2 separate regions of the Mus musculus genome follow, and region 2 is linked to region 1. The links are chromatin contacts, called in public Hi-C maps. All regions are on one chromosome and are shown on one strand. Each heading gives the region's core, a stretch centred on a gene start, on an enhancer-like site or on the middle of the called end of the contact. The rest is flanking DNA. Distances are from core to core; before and after follow the strand shown. Region 1 has its middle 30 kb from the start of Gm25081. Region 2 overlaps Nek6 (NIMA (never in mitosis gene a)-related expressed kinase 6).

Region 1 (2,700 bases), core at 84-2,583:
GCTGTTAAAAGCCCCCTACTGTCACCGCTCGGGGGTCGAACTCCCTTGCTCTGCAAGGCGCGAGGGGTTCCTCCTCAGCTAGCTGATAATAAAACCTCTTACAGCTTGCATCAGGTGTGGTTTTCTCTCAAGATGTTGGGGTGTTGGCCAGCTCATCCTGGGACTTGAGCGGAAGCCCAGCATGGGGGGGGGGGGTCTTACAGTTTCATCAGTAAAGTGCCTGGCAGGAGCTTGGATTCACAACACCATGCAAAGAGCCAGGTATGAGAGTGAACCGGAAATTATGAGCTATGGGATGCCTTGAGACCTTCTCTCAAAAAATAAGGTGGGGGTGTCAAGAGGCACGTGATAGTGCTTTCTGGCCTACACACACACACACACACACACACACACACACACACACACATACACACACACATACACACACACACACACACACACACACACACACACATACACACACACACACATATATACACACACACACTAGCATCCAAAGACAAGGGCTGAGGGTTTTTGTTGTTGTTATTGCTTTTGGGTTGTTTTTTCTTTTTTTTTTTTTCAAAACTGTTGAAGAGAGTACCTCAAGACAGGAGCTTCATTAAACTTCAGGGTGGAGCACTTGCTCAGAACGGCAGTTAGAGGACTTTTTAGTGGAAACCTCCAAAACCAGAAGATAGAGCAATGAGAATTCTAAACCAGCCTGACGAGCTAGAGTGCCACACAAGGCAAAAATACCCTTCAAAACTTAAATCAAAGTGACAGCATTTCAGGGGCAAGCTGGGGTGACACACACTTTTAATCCCAGCACTCAGGAGGCAGACGTGGGAGGAGCTCTGTGAGTTTGAGGCCAACCTAGTCTACAGAGCAAGTTCTAAGACAGCTGGGGCTACACAGAGAAATCGTTTCTCAAAACAAACAACAAAACAGGAAATAGATACAAGTTGAAAAGTTTCATTGTCAGCAGTCTTTCAGCTATACTTCCTTGCCAGGCATGGTAGTGAAGGCACACCTTTAATCTCAGCACTTGGAAGGGAAGCAGATCTGTGATCTCTGTGAGTTCAAGGCCAGCTTGGTTTGTGTAGTGAGTTCCAGGACAGCCAGAGCTGCAGAGACCCTGTCTGAAACAACACAACAGTCCCTCAATCTGGAAAATGGTCCTAGCTGGGTGCTTGGGACTATGCAGTAGAATGCAGGAAACTGGACAGTATGTTTAATTTGTCTGGAACAACAACATTATACATGTAGTGTGGGGGTTGGAACATCTGTAAAAGGAAAATATATGGCCATGCCACCACAAAGTTCAGATGTGGAAGTGGAGTTAAAGCCTTGTAAGCTCACTGAATGTTCCAGGGAGAGGCTAAAAGGACTGAGACCCGCAGCTGTGGGACAGTATCACATGGCCTAACAGTCATGAGTCAGATTCCCAGAAATATAAGAGAAAGAAGAAAAGAGCTGCAAGAAGCACTTGAAGAGATAATGGCTGGGAATTGCCTCCAAATGAATAAAAGACAAGAAAGAAGAAATCATCGATCCAAGGAGCTCAGATGACAGCAAAGAAAAATACTGAAAGGAAGGAAGGGAAGGGGAGAGGAGAAGGGGGGAAGAGTGAGAGAGAGAGAGAGAGAGAGAGAGAGAGAGAGAGAGAAGGCTAGAGAGAAAAAGAGTAGGAGAGAGGAGAGGAGAAGAGAGGAGGGGAGAAGGGGAGGGGAAGGGGTAGGGAGAGAGGGAAGGAGAGAGGAGAGAGAGTAGGGTTGGGGAAATGGTCACTGAGTGCTTGCAGTCTGGATGTAAGAATCTGAGTTTTAATCTCCAGCCCCCACATTAAGAAGCGTGTTCTCTCCTTCTGTCCTGAGGGTCTTCAGGCTTGGCAGCAGTGGCTTTACACACTGGATCATCTCACTGGCCCTCACAAACTTATTTTCAAGATAGACTTAATGTGTAGCCCTGGCTAGCCTAGAACTCACTTTGTAGACCAAGCTGGCCTCAAAGTCATAGAGACCCCCCCTGCTTCTGACTGTGTCTGAACTAACATAGTTTTTAAATTCTCTGGATGTGTGTATGTATGCTTCTGTATGTTGGGATGTGGATACACATTTATGCTACATGTAAGGGACAACCTTGGATATTAGTGTAAAGCTAGTATTGTGTGTGGGTGGGCTGTGACAGGAGGGTCAGTGGGCCTTTCCGGCTGCTGGTCTAGCTCTAGTTTCAGTGAAAGGCCCCGTCTGAAGGGAGTCAGGTGGACAGGATAAAGCAGGACACCCAGCACTCTCCTTGGGTGTGTAATAGCACACATGTACACACAAAAAATAAAAACACACAAAAACTGTCATATTCAAACTGCTCACAATTAAAGATGAAAAGAAAACCTTGAATCATAGAGGCAACCAGAGATAAAAGCCATTTTACACATAGAGGTACAAAGATGAGGACCACAGACTTCTCAGCAGAAATGACACAAGACAGAGCCCCGAGTGTCATCTCTTTCAAAGTATTAGGGGGTATTAGGGGGAATACCTGTCAACTCAGAGTGATCTACCTAGTGAGAATATCATCCAAACATTCAGGAGACCTAATGATGTTTCTATTCAGAAAACTTATTACCCATACATTTCACACTAAAGACACAGTATAAGTGCTTAGGGAGAAGAAATTACAGGCAACCTATATCTACAGTAAGAGATAAGAATGGAAATA
Region 2 (2,700 bases), core at 172-2,671, 100 kb before region 1:
ATTTCCTGCCAGCCCATGCTTACACTGCCTGCTTCCCTCAGCAAGGTCAATGTTAGACTGACTTGGCTCTGAAATCTTGAGCAGCGGTGGAGGCTGGTTTGGAGAGATCCCTGACTGCAGACTCAAACCAGAGGAAGATGATGTCTGCCAGGCAAACTTTTAAGGAGTGGCTAGTATGCTACCTACCCACCAAGTAAGCGGTTCAGAGGCCAAGCTTCCCCAAACACTATTCATACCCGACATGTTGGTATAGGTGCCACCTCAGAGAGACCAAAGTGGGGACCCAATGCTGGAAAGTGAGGGCTGGTGGGGTGCAGCAGAGCCAGCCCCCACTCTCTGCTTCTCCTCCAAGGCTCCAGTAGGAGCAAAGCATTGCCAACTGCAGGAGCACAGCTGAAGTCATGCTTGCAAAGAACCAAGGTGGCTCCTGGGACCTTGGATGGAAGTAGACCTTCGGAGGTGACAATGTGCTGTTGTGCAGTAAGTACCTATTGTGTGGTACTTGAGAGGTGCTATGAAAGCCTCCTGACAGCCTATGCAGGCCTCTTCCTGAGGGTCTAGGCCAGTACAGCAGGGACTTGAGTTCTTTGTCTGACCCTGAGCTGTGCTGATGGTGGTCCTGGGTGAGGCCCCCTCTCTTGCATCCCCCTGGTACAGTGAAGGATGGAGTCGGGTGATCACTAAGGCTACTTGTACTGTGAACACAGACAGGCCTTCTTCTCATTAGGATGGGTGGATGAGCTGTGGGCTGAAGACCCCTTGACAGTCTGCCCAACCAGGAGGCGACACTGCCCAGTTCACCAGTGGCTCCAAAGTCTAATGGATGTGAGGTGTAGTTGTGGGGTGACTGAGGCAGAGGTTCTAGCTCACATCTGCATATGGATGACCCAGATTTGCATTTCCTGTCACACTCCAGTCATCCCAACTAGAGAAAAGGTTTCCTGTAGTGAAGCTATGCACTGGGGGCATGTCCAGGTCACTGGGGTGGGAGAGTGCCAGAAAACTGCTAGGCAGGGTGCTCCTGTGGCTGCCACTGCTCAAGTGTTGGGCATCTCATCGCACAAGGGCCCTTCAGCATCAGAGTCCTGACCCTGATTTAACTCATGGAGAGAGGGAGGGTGTAGAGTCTTCTTACCCGCCACACTAGGTCTGTATGTTGCGCCTCATCAGGCCTGTTTCCCAACCCAGGTTACCCTCGGCATGATCCAGTTTGCCACGCATCCAAGTGACCCTGAGCCTGTCATCTGTTCATTAGGGCTGTATTGAGGGCAGGGATGGATGCCTCAATGGGAAGTCATTCCTGGCTCCTTTGGGAAGGCCCTTAGCTGTCCCTCAAAGGCAGAGGAGGCAGCGTGTTGACCTGGGCTATGAAGAGGCAGGCTGCTGACCCTGCAACAATTCCACACCCACTGCTTCCTAGCACAGTGGCCCCAAGGAGAAGGCCTGTGCTGCAGAGGGAGGATGGTGTGGACTAGGAAGAGGAGGAGGAGGAGGAGGAGGAGGAAGACGAAGAAGAGGAAGAGGGAGGAGGGGAGAAGGAAGAAGAGGAGGGGTGAGGGGAGGAGGAAGAAGAGGAAGAGGAAGGAGGGGAGGAGGAAGAGGAGGAGGGAAGAGGGGAGGGAGGAGGAGGGAGCAGTCTCTATAAGCATGACCACAGACAGCAGAAGCAGCCTGGTGGGCAGGAGTCAAAGAGACAGCTGAAGTCCATGTTCACTGTCTCCAAATGCATCCTTCCTAGAAATGTCACTAGTTTTCTGAGGCCCAAGCAGGACATATAAGGGATAATGGGAGATGACTCCCTTGGGACACTTATCCTACCCCAGAAAACCCTGAGAAACCCAGGCTTTCTTTTCCAAGTCAGATCAAATTAGGCCAGAAATACCCGCCCCCCCCAGTACCCCCTCACTAATTTGAGTTTAAAATGTTTGAACCACACTATGCCTCGCCATCGACAAACCCTTTTCTCCCCTATGCTCACTCCCTAAACAGGAACATAAAATTACACGTTAGAAGGATAAAAATGCATTCGCCCAATTAATTTTCTGAAATCTCATTAAAAAATTTAGCCTGACTAAGTCAGACTTCTGACCTGAATTTTAATCATCTTTACACTGGATGGGCCTCGTCTCCCTCACACTGGTGACGCATCATTAATTTTAAGGCAACTGTTTCTATGATTTTAAAAAGCACACTTCATCAGCATGACATTTCCTGTAAACGAATTTCACCTTTAAAGACATCTGACATCGTGTGTATGGGGGACTTACAGGAGACTGGGTTTCTACGAAGCGAAATGCTTTAAATATGCATTGCACAAAAGGGCTCAATTTACAAAGAGTCCACATTGTCAGACACCTTGCAAGGCCAACCCCGCTCGGCAGAGTGGCCAATTTCAAACCCACAGCCGACCTTCTTTCTTACTGCCCTCAAGAGCAAGACAGCACTTCACCTCCCTGTGAAGTGGAGCACTGGCTGCTCCTCCTTCTCTGAGACCGCACTGTCAGCCCGATTGCCATCATCCCAGCTGAGGCGCCTACTATAGGCTTCATGGACCATCAGCTCACAGGCACACTCAGGAATTGCTTGTAGCGCAGAGACATCATGATTGGCATTAAACATCCAAATTGCGGTACCCTCCCCCCCTCCCCCCACGGGATGGTCCCGGTACCCTAGCTAGGCGAGAGCTGCAGCTGAGAGCAA

The links. A called contact is a pair of places that touch in the nucleus more often than the background predicts.
Region 2: a contact with region 1 is called in a Hi-C map of bone marrow-derived macrophages, with 35 read pairs. The contact joins two enhancer-like sites. A contact is called at or near these places in 5 of 484 Hi-C or Micro-C datasets (bone marrow-derived macrophages, differentiating spermatogonia, neutrophils and 2 more), 2 of 115 datasets of contacts at active chromatin or transcription factors (the HPC-7 cell line and large pre-B cells) and 1 of 9 other capture datasets (adipose tissue).

Annotation. Positions count from the first base shown.
Region 1 is chr2:38,449,439-38,452,138 of GRCm38.p6, reverse strand. No RefSeq gene overlaps it. Among named protein-coding and RNA genes, the nearest start is that of Gm25081, 30 kb to the left of the region's middle. Within about 2 kb of position 1,333, at least 16 of the 459 cell types and tissues checked have an H3K27ac peak or open chromatin away from gene starts, as enhancers often do. A contact at or near this core is called in bone marrow-derived macrophages, where this site is marked.
Region 2 is chr2:38,554,167-38,556,866 of GRCm38.p6, reverse strand. All of the region lies in intron 2 of Nek6 (NIMA (never in mitosis gene a)-related expressed kinase 6), which reads right to left. Among named protein-coding and RNA genes, the nearest start is that of Gm35808, 22 kb to the right of the region's middle. Within about 2 kb of position 1,421, at least 8 of the 459 cell types and tissues checked have an H3K27ac peak or open chromatin away from gene starts, as enhancers often do. A contact at or near this core is called in bone marrow-derived macrophages, where this site is marked.